Linked DNA regions of Gossypium hirsutum: region 2 is linked to region 1. Evidence: chromatin contacts called from public Hi-C data. All regions are on one chromosome and are shown on one strand. Each heading gives the region's core, a stretch centred on a gene start, on an enhancer-like site or on the middle of the called end of the contact. The rest is flanking DNA. Distances are from core to core; before and after follow the strand shown. Region 1 has its middle 8.8 kb from the start of LOC107944703. Region 2 holds the start of LOC107939100 (protection of telomeres protein 1b).

Evidence for each region. Hi-C and Micro-C count contacts between places; a contact is called where the count stands out from the background.
Region 2: a contact with region 1 is called in a Hi-C map of hypocotyl, with 2.5 times the contacts expected there. The contact joins the promoter of LOC107939100 here to the enhancer-like site in region 1. A contact is called at or near these places in 5 of 34 Hi-C or Micro-C datasets (hypocotyl and leaf).

What each region holds. Positions count from the first base shown.
Region 1 is chrA12:99,976,049-99,980,800 of Gossypium_hirsutum_v2.1, forward strand. No RefSeq gene overlaps it. Among protein-coding and RNA genes, the nearest start is that of LOC107944703, 8.8 kb to the right of the region's middle. Within about 2 kb of position 2,358, at least 5 of the 9 cell types and tissues checked have an H3K27ac peak or open chromatin away from gene starts, as enhancers often do. A contact at or near this core is called in hypocotyl and leaf, where this site is marked.
Region 2 is chrA12:100,139,258-100,144,009 of Gossypium_hirsutum_v2.1, forward strand. It overlaps LOC107939100 (protection of telomeres protein 1b), which reads left to right and starts at 2,868. Exons shown (of 10, transcript XM_016872379.2): 1 at 2,868-3,052; 2 at 3,304-3,440. The coding sequence starts at 2,938. It overlaps LOC107939099 (SWI/SNF complex subunit SWI3A), which reads right to left and starts at 1,494. Exons shown (of 7, transcript XM_016872378.2): 1 at 1,334-1,494; 2 at 707-1,230; 3 at 1-299. The coding sequence starts at 1,424.

The DNA of each region.
Region 1 (4,752 bases), core at 1,108-3,607:
TTGGTTTGTAATCTAGCTGTTGGAATGGCTAGTAATGTGTATTTTGATGATGATATAGTATGGTATTATATGATAAATATTATATGCTTGATAAGTTAATTAACATCTTTCATGAAAATATAAATTGCCAAAATATGTAAAGGTAAGTCTAAATGTATGTTTGGAGATAGAAATATATCAAATTGAATGGTGGAAATTGGTTCGATTCGGTTGGTAAATGTATGTGAATTTTTGTACAAGAAAATGGTTAAGATTGGGGTGAAAAATGGGGCTAGGAAATGGTCTTATTTTGTCCAAACGGGTAAGACATACGGGCGTGTGCCTAGGCCGTGTGTGACACACGGTCTAAGTACATGAGCATGTGATCCGGCCGTGTGTCCCCTATACCTTAAGTTAGCAAAACAAAATGCTCATACTTGGCCACACGGGCTGAGACACGGCCGTGTGAAGGACACAGTCTTGGAACATGGGCGTGTGTCCTGGCCGTGTAAAATCTGTAGCTATTTTTGGGAAATTAATTTACCACACGGCCTAAGCACACAGGCGTGTGTCTTGGCCGTGTGCCCTTAATTTGTTAATGACATCATAAACAGAGAATTACACGGGCAAAGGACACGGGCATGTCTTGAGTCACATAGGTGTATGCGACCACACGGCCTGACCACATGGGCATGTGTAGTACTGTTCATATTGAAATTTTGTGAATTTTGTGAAAAATTTTATGAGGTTTCAAATTAGTTCCGATTCGATTTTAATTCTTGTATTAAGCCTAGAGGGTCCAATTAAAAGACATTATACTAAATCTCGGAAAAAGAATAGTAAATTATATGTTTGATCTGTAAATGTTTTGTATTTTTAAGTAATACTCTGTAACCTTTTTTCGACAACGGAAACGGGTTAGGGGTGTTACAGTGGATTCCCTTCTTATATTTAGAAATCCATAATGTTGCTTTGAGCATCAATTTGCAATTGAAGAGAATGCTTGGAAGCTCCCTTGTTTTGTTTTACGTCTTTCTAATTCGAGTACTTACCAGATGATTTTAAGCTTTGCCTTGATTTTTTTTTTGTTTTTTTGGACTCGTCTTGCCAGTTTGTTCTGTGTTATACTTAGGGGTGAGCAAAATTCGATTCGATTCAAAAAAATCAAAAAAAAATTTGAATTTCGAATTATTCGAATCGAGTTAATCGAATTAATCGAGTTAATCGAATCAACTTGATTTTTTTTCGAATTTCGAGTTCGAGTTCGAGTCGAGTTGAATTTTCGAATTCGAATAACTAAAAAAATTCGAATAAACCGAATATAAACTATATTTTTTAAATTTTAGGCTTTTACTTAAACCCAATTTCCCCTTATCCCAAACATTTTATATTTTCCATTTCCCCAAGCCGTCTGCCCAAGTTCCAAAGATTTATTTTCCCAAATCCCAATTCCTCCCCCAAATCAAACCCCCAGCAAATTCCAAACCCCAAATTATTTTTCTTCTTCTCTCCATTTCTTAAAATTTATTTTTCTCAAAAAACCCTAAAATAAACCCTCATTCCTTCTTCTTAATTATTTTTTAGTTATTTACTCACTTATTTATTCACTTATTTACTTCAATTTTTTGTTGTATGAAAAAATATTTTTTTGAAAAATTACATAAAAATAAACAACACTAAAATCATTTTTTTTTAAAATTTAACTCGAACAAATATATTCGATTCGATTCTAATTCCATCTCACTCGACTCGATTCGAGAAAACTTCAAATTAAGTTAAGATGATAAAATAAGATTCAAAAATTCGACTAACTCAAAAATTTTCAATTCGATTCGATCGAATGCTCACCTCTAATTATACTACATGTTATTGTAATCGCACTTTGACCAATATAATATCTTTTCCTTTCAAAAAAATAATTAAAATTATATTTATATTAAATAATAAAAATATTTAAATTATTTTATATTAAATAATAATTTAAAATATATTTACGCTAATAATATTTTGTTCATTAAAAATTATATAATAAAAAATTTAATATTTAATTTATTTAATTATTAAATTTATATTTATATCATATAATATATTTACTTTATATGATAAAATCAACTGCTTTTATTAATTTTGCAAACATATATTAATATGAGTTACAATAAATTATTTTCATATATTTTAATTACAATATAATAATATTAACGAAATTAAATATCACTTATCTTTCTATTAATACTTGATTGAAACAGTAATTAAAACTTTTTCAAACGGTTAATTGACATGGGTTCAAAGTTCAATTCCGATCTACTCTGACTTGGTTCACTCTGGGCCAATATTATTTTGCAAATGCAAATGGGTCCCTTGGTTATATGGGTTGTCTTGGGCTAGTGACCGGGTGGAAACCCGTGGATCAGCTCCTTTTAGGCCGTCCTTACCTGCAGGCCACCATCTACATTCCAAACTTTGGTCTTGATCTGTCATGTATACGTTATGTTTAGACCTCTTGCTCCTGCTTTTTTTCCTTTTTCTTTTTTGTGAAATCATAATTTATCATAATCCCATTGAATAATCATATGTCTTTGAGCTCGAAATAATTGATTTCACCCTGGGGTTGTTAAGGTCTAGTTAATAATAATAATACTTTTATTCATGGTTGGACCATACATATAAGATAATGTTGGTAGTCAATATATTCGAAGTCATATCTTTATACTCAGATAGAGATATCGGATGAACACCCCTTATTTCAACCAAAATCATCGAATCTGGTATTGCTGTACCAGTAAGATTCTATTTCCTACCAAAGTGGGCACCACCAAAACATCATCACATGCATGGCCAATCAAATAATTTTACCATCATGTGTCATGCTTTTCACAGACAACGATGGTCACTTGAGCCTCCTTTACATCATATGATTAGTACGTCCATTATCATCAACCAAAACCCTTCTCTATGAATTTTGGATTAATTTCATGTGGCTGTGTTTGATCTTTCTCCTGCATGTCCCAAATCCCATACTCCTGTTTTAATATCAGACAAAGGAATGAACTGTGACAAAAAAGAAACACCAGATGTCCACTTTCGTTGTATTTTTTACGATAATTTCATTACAGACATATGGTTGGATGCCTCGCGATTGTCGATTTGTTCTTGAAAAGGATTGAAACTTCTTTGCATATGTTTTGGAAGTTATTGTTATCCAATATGAACTTGTTTTCTGGCATTTTCAAAAGTTGGAAAGCTTCAACTTTCCATTGGACCGGTTCTATATTTTTGGCCATGTTCCGGATTCAAGGAGGGAAATAATGGAATCACTCAGCCCCTTATTGTGGATCACACATCGATCCAACTATACAACTTTGCCGATCCCATCTTTACTCATTAATCAATCATTTCCATTTATCAACGTCTCAAACATATATGAATGGATAAAAATATAATTTGATCTTTGAACAGATTATAGATAAAAAGATTGGAAAAAAGATTAAAAGAAGAAAAGTTGGTTGATTGACAAGAAAAGAGATATGAATGGAGGGGCACTTTAAATCCTGAAATCAACCACCACAAAAATTATCTGTTGTGACGTTTAATCGTATGGAGTGATGTTTGCCATTAAGGTTTCAACCCCACTTCTGTTTTTGGGAAGCTCTATTTGAATGGGACCGAAGAAGATTATATGAATGGCTTCTAGCCTTCTAGTGGGTCTCTTTAGCTCAAAAACTCAGGCCCATTGCCTTTGATAGCTCAAAGCATAAGATTAAGTTCTACTCGAATGGTTTTCCAGGGTTTTTTATTTTTCTTCTCCTGGCTCAGATCATCCCAACCCATACTTATATTTAGTAGAAAATGTTAAAAACCAAACACATCCACCAAACCCTAATCCCTCACACATATTAGGGTTTACAGATTCTTTCATATTATTTGTAATGACTTGTAACCAATTACCAAGTTTTTTGCGAAAAAATATCATCATTTTATTTATATTTCACACCTCACAAATGAGGTTCCTATTACACGTCAGGATACTAGATATTGTTTGGTGATGTTGAACATGCCGAAAGGCGCGACATGTATTTTTGCCAGGTGTCAAGAGTTGAGGGTCAAAGAATAGACAAGTCATATGCCACGTGGCGTTTAAACCATTTAAGCATATTATATTACAGTGTGCTGCCTTGAGAAGGAAATTAGTTGCCGGGAAACTTCTAGTAAAGAGAGGAGTAAAAAAGGAGTAATGGTGGCGTTTGGTTGGGTGGAATTTGATACACTCATACAGAAAGAAAACACAGGAAAAATTTCAGTGGCTCATGGAATGTGGGTTGGTCGTTGAAACAGTAGGACCCCTTTTTGAGAAGGATAGATCATCATATTTGCCACGATGGATGTGTTTTGCTTCGATGTTCCAGATGGAGATTTGAAAAGTTGTAACATAAAAATGTGATTAAATATGAAACATATGTTTCGTTCATGTCCCCAAATGACTTAGCATGCAATGTTAACTCAAATGATAAATGATTAAACATCAAGCAACCCATGTGATTTTGGTCATTGCTCTAATCAGAACTTGTTTTTGCTTCAAATCATCGCAACTACAAAGTGGTTCATTTATACAGGATATTTCCCAACCCTAAACTTTCCTATTAACATATTAACTTTGATTATTTGGATATATATAGATATATATATAATTATTTTTTCGTGCTTTATCATCAATATGATTGAAAACCCAATACAAAAAATCTTAAATCACTTTTCCAGATTACCCGTTTAAAATAA
Region 2 (4,752 bases), core at 1,618-4,117, 160 kb after region 1:
GTACCGCTGGAATTGCCCCTTCCCTTGGCAGAATCTATCAAAGACTCCCCAAAAGGCAGCTCAATGAGCTTCGTAATACAATCAAGTTTAGACTTGGTTTGAACATTTTGAGAAACAAGATCCCAGTCATCCCCATGTTTCAGAACAGAATCCAAAAGAAGAAGAGTTTCCGCTTCGGTCCACACAGTACCATTGGCAGCACTCTTCTCATGGCAATCTTTCAACTCGAAATCATCCATAGACTTATCCTCGCCATAATTTCCATTTTTGAAGCATTTATCGCAAACTATGAAATTATCCTGCAGATGCATTAAAACAAATATCACTCAACTTCACAACACAATCAAGTCGACTACATGCCTTCAGCTTTGTGCAGGTAATTACAACAACGAACACAGAATACATATATATATATATCCAGACAAATTGGCACCCAAATAACCAAGCTACAGCGTCCCAAATCAAACATGAATTTGATAAGAATCTAACAAATAAAAAGCTAATACAAAAGACTTTAAGTCTGGAAGAAGAAACGTATGATTACACCTATAAAACCAGTTACTTGGAGAAACGTCATATTAAATGCTAAGCACAAATTATCTATAAGCAAACCATTGTTCATTGGGATAATTCACAGATAAAAAAAACAATTCCACACAAAATTTAAACGCAAAAAGAATCTTTCAAATTTTAAAAAATGAATTACCTTTTTATATTCATAGTACCCAGAATCACAATTATCTCCACAACTACCACAATGTAGTCTCTTCAAATCACCAAAAACATCAGAATATGAAGCCAGGGGAGGCAACTTGACTCCACTCTCTTCAACCCCATCACCACTGTTCTTACCCTTAACGACCGGCGCCGAAAGCGGCCGCAACGAATTAGGAGTAGCGACGACCCGGACTCCATTCGGGGCCCCGTTTTCGACCCGAACCCTATCATCGTTCTCGGAACCTTCGTGGGGTGGAGGCGGGGCGAGGAAGTTGATCAAACCCCAGGTTTCCAAGAAGCGGAAGACCTTGTGGAGTAAAGTGACGTCTCCGATGAGGGATTTGCGGATTTCGGTGAAAGTGAGGCGGCGAGAAGGGTCTTCCCTGTATTTGTTGATGATGAAATCCCTGTACTCCTTGTAGATTTTAGGGGTTCTTGAGATTGAGCTGCCTTCGAAGAATTCTTTCAATGCTTGCCTTTCTGTTTCGTGAATATCGTTCCAAGCAAACCAACCTAAGAAGAAGAAGAAGAAGAAGAAGAAGAAAGAAATGAGATTTTTCGTTAGGGTTTTGGAGAAGGGGAATATTGATTAATCAATTAGAAAGGAGGAACTTACTGGAGTAGCTCGGTATGGTGTAGAGGTCGAGCTCTGGTTCTTCGGGTCGATTTGAATCCGGGTTCGGGTCATGTCTAGGCTTGTTCTCCATTCCCGGGTCGTTGGTGAGGTTTGGAATTTGGATTCTCTCGGTTTTTTTGGGTCCGATTCAGGATTTACTCTGTTAATCACTTTTAATGCGAATGGGTTTTTCTATTACAACAACCGGTTCCACTCTTTAATGTCACCGACCAATCGTAATCTCGCTTGTCCAGTGCGTGATAGTAATTGAATTTAAATGAAAATTTTTCAAATTCAAAAATCAATTTGGTTGAATTGAATTACTTGGAGAAATATCACAAACAATCAAACAACTTTAAAATTATTAGTCTAAAAATTTTAAAAATTCAATTTTTAATAATATATATTTTTATCTAATCTTAACAATTTTTAAATTTAAAAATTGAACTTCAATTATTAATATATATTTTTAAATTATTAGTGTCACATTCTAAAATTAAAATAAAAAAATTTACTTAATAATCATATTTCAAAAAGTGATATTTTAATAAATTTAATAAAGAAATTCAATGGTATTAGCAATTCATAAAATTCAATTCAGTATTTTAATCAAATAAATAATTTAGATTACCTAGTGAAATTTATATATGTTAAAGTACTAAATTATGTTAAATTTAAAGTTAAATTAAATCTCAAATTCGTATGTAGTATAATGACTGAAATTAAAATTTGACCATTTTTATATAATTAAAATAATAAAAGAATTAGAATTGAAATTCAACCATTATGTTAATAAGGTAAATAAAAAAATCATATAACATGTCAAAGAAGGCTTAGAGAATTTCAATAGTGTTAACAATTCTTAAAAATCATGTCAACATTTTAATTAGAATAATATATTTAAATTAACTAATAACATTATAAATGTTAAGGTAACAACTTATGTAAAAAAACTATATATAAAAATTAGATCTTAAATTTTAGTATAATATAATGATTAAATTGAAATTTGATCTTTTATATAATATAAAACAATAAAAGAGTCAAATTTGATTTAATAATAATAAAAAAAAGAGAAAGAAAAAAATGTACATGTGTCAATTAGAGATGATAACAGAACGAAACAACAGTTATTGTTGATCGATTTTGATTTGATATATTCTTAATTTAAGTCAATCTTGATATGATTTTCAGTTAAATGTTTCGAATCTAATAAAAAATTAAATTTATACCCGAAAAATTAAATTTAATAATAATAAATGAATGGTCTATATTACAAATTTTTTGTACACTTATATTCAATTAATTAAGCCTTTTCACAAACCCAATACAAGTTGCTAGAGTGGACCAATAACAGGAAGGGGAAAGGCTCAACAAAAAGAGACAACATGCTCGAAGGCCCAAACCCTCAGCTTCCTTCATTTTAATTTAAGCCCTAAATCAGGACTAATAAATGCTCCCCCATTTCCTGCCAGACCCAACAATTAATGTGGTAGTTGGCCCATCACTCATGCTGCCTCTTCACTCTCAACACAAATACACAACCCCGCCTTCCTTAAACCATTTGTCAAATAGCAGCAGAAATTCAGAGAGGGATTGGAGACATGGGTGATTACCAGTTTCTTATGCTAAAGGACGCCATTACTTGCATTAACCAGAAAGTTAACCTATTTTCCGTCATTCTTGACTTCACTCTGCCCCAGCGAACCAAAGGCACCGGTACCCACCACCTTTTCTTTCCTCCTTTTTGCTCTCTTGTTTCCTACCTTCTGTTCTAATATGATAACTCTTTGTACTCACCTCGTTGCTTCCATACTCGTCCGAGTACCTCACTATTTCTTTATGAAAGTTATATAGATGCGGAACTTGAATTCTTTCTTTTTTCTTTTTCTTGTTTCTAATCTTCTTGATCGTATTTCTGATCGTTCTGAACTTTTTTTGCTTAGCCAGAATTCCTGTTTCGTTTGCAGATTATTTTTGTAAGCTAAAAGTAATTGACGAGTCACATTCCGAGTTCTGGGTTCCTGTGCATGTATTTGCTCAAGAAATCGACGGTCTTCCTCTTGTTGCATCTGTTGGAGATATTATTCAACTTTCACGTGTCACGGTATACTCTGATAATTCCAAAGTGTCATTTCTTGTCCTCCTTAAAATTACTTGTGTTTGGTCAGTTCATGTTTCATCTTTAATTTCTTTTTTGAAAAATTATAAATTCAGTTAAACAAGTGAAAGAAGATTAGGAAGAAGTGAGCGGACAAGTGCTAACACTCACGATAATTCATCTTTATTACCTTGTAATTGAATTTGTATGGGCTTTCACAGCAAGTTAGTTATTTGGAATAGTTCTAATGTGTATTTCTCAACTAATTTCACATATGATATACACAGTGTGGCTTTAAGCATGAATGGATGTATAATACTAAGGATTCTAGGAGTTTGAGCACTGACATTCTTTTCTGAAATCTGTTATGAATTCAATCTGCATTTTGCTGCTTATGATATAAAATGATTTAAAACTTTTTTTTTCTGGGGATTTAGGGGATTGCAATTATAAAGTGATTGAGAATGGAAGACTAGTTGAGAAGAATCTAGCCACTAATGTTTTAACAATTTGTGAAGTCAGCTAGGTTTTAGAATGGGGGAAGTATGCAACCATGGAAGAAGAAACTCTGTTGCTTATATATTGGACTATTAGTTCACGCAAGAAGGAAGGAAAAAGAAAAGATTAGCTAAAAATGAGATAACTGACAGAAAAAGAAAGAGCACCGCATATAACTTAGATCACTTAAAACAATAGTTTCATGGATGACTCATCAATAACTCAAATATCTCTTAAAATCAACTCTACCAAAATGAACGTCTAAAGTATTTAGCAAATGTTAACTGATCATAATTGGACTAAGATTGTCATTAGATTAGAACTAAGAGTGATTTAAAATTTTGACCTTGGAAATATCCTGTTTACCCGACTAGAATCAAGATAAGGTCTTATTGACAATAATATCAAGGCCTACTTCAGTGAGAGAAAAATTACTAAAACCTAGATATGAGACCCAATATAGCTGTAAATTACTGTCTTATTAACTACCAAAGAAACTTATATTTGGATGGAACAAAAGACTCTCAGTTGTTGAAGAATCAAACTTTGTTTTCGCCCTTGACATCCAAAAGGGTAAAATCTTTTATCTTACCAAACTATTTGTTTACTGCCACAATGATCTTAATTGTTTCTGAGATTAATTTTGATCACGTTTTCTTAGATGTTATTGTTGAATGACAGAGTCACAAAGACATTTAGTCTAACATTCTTAGCCATGTGAGGTTCAAAGTTTAATCTTCTTGGCTGTAGATAAACTCATATAATTACTTTTTGTATATGCTGTTACGTTTGCTTTAAAGGGCATAATTTGCATCAGCAA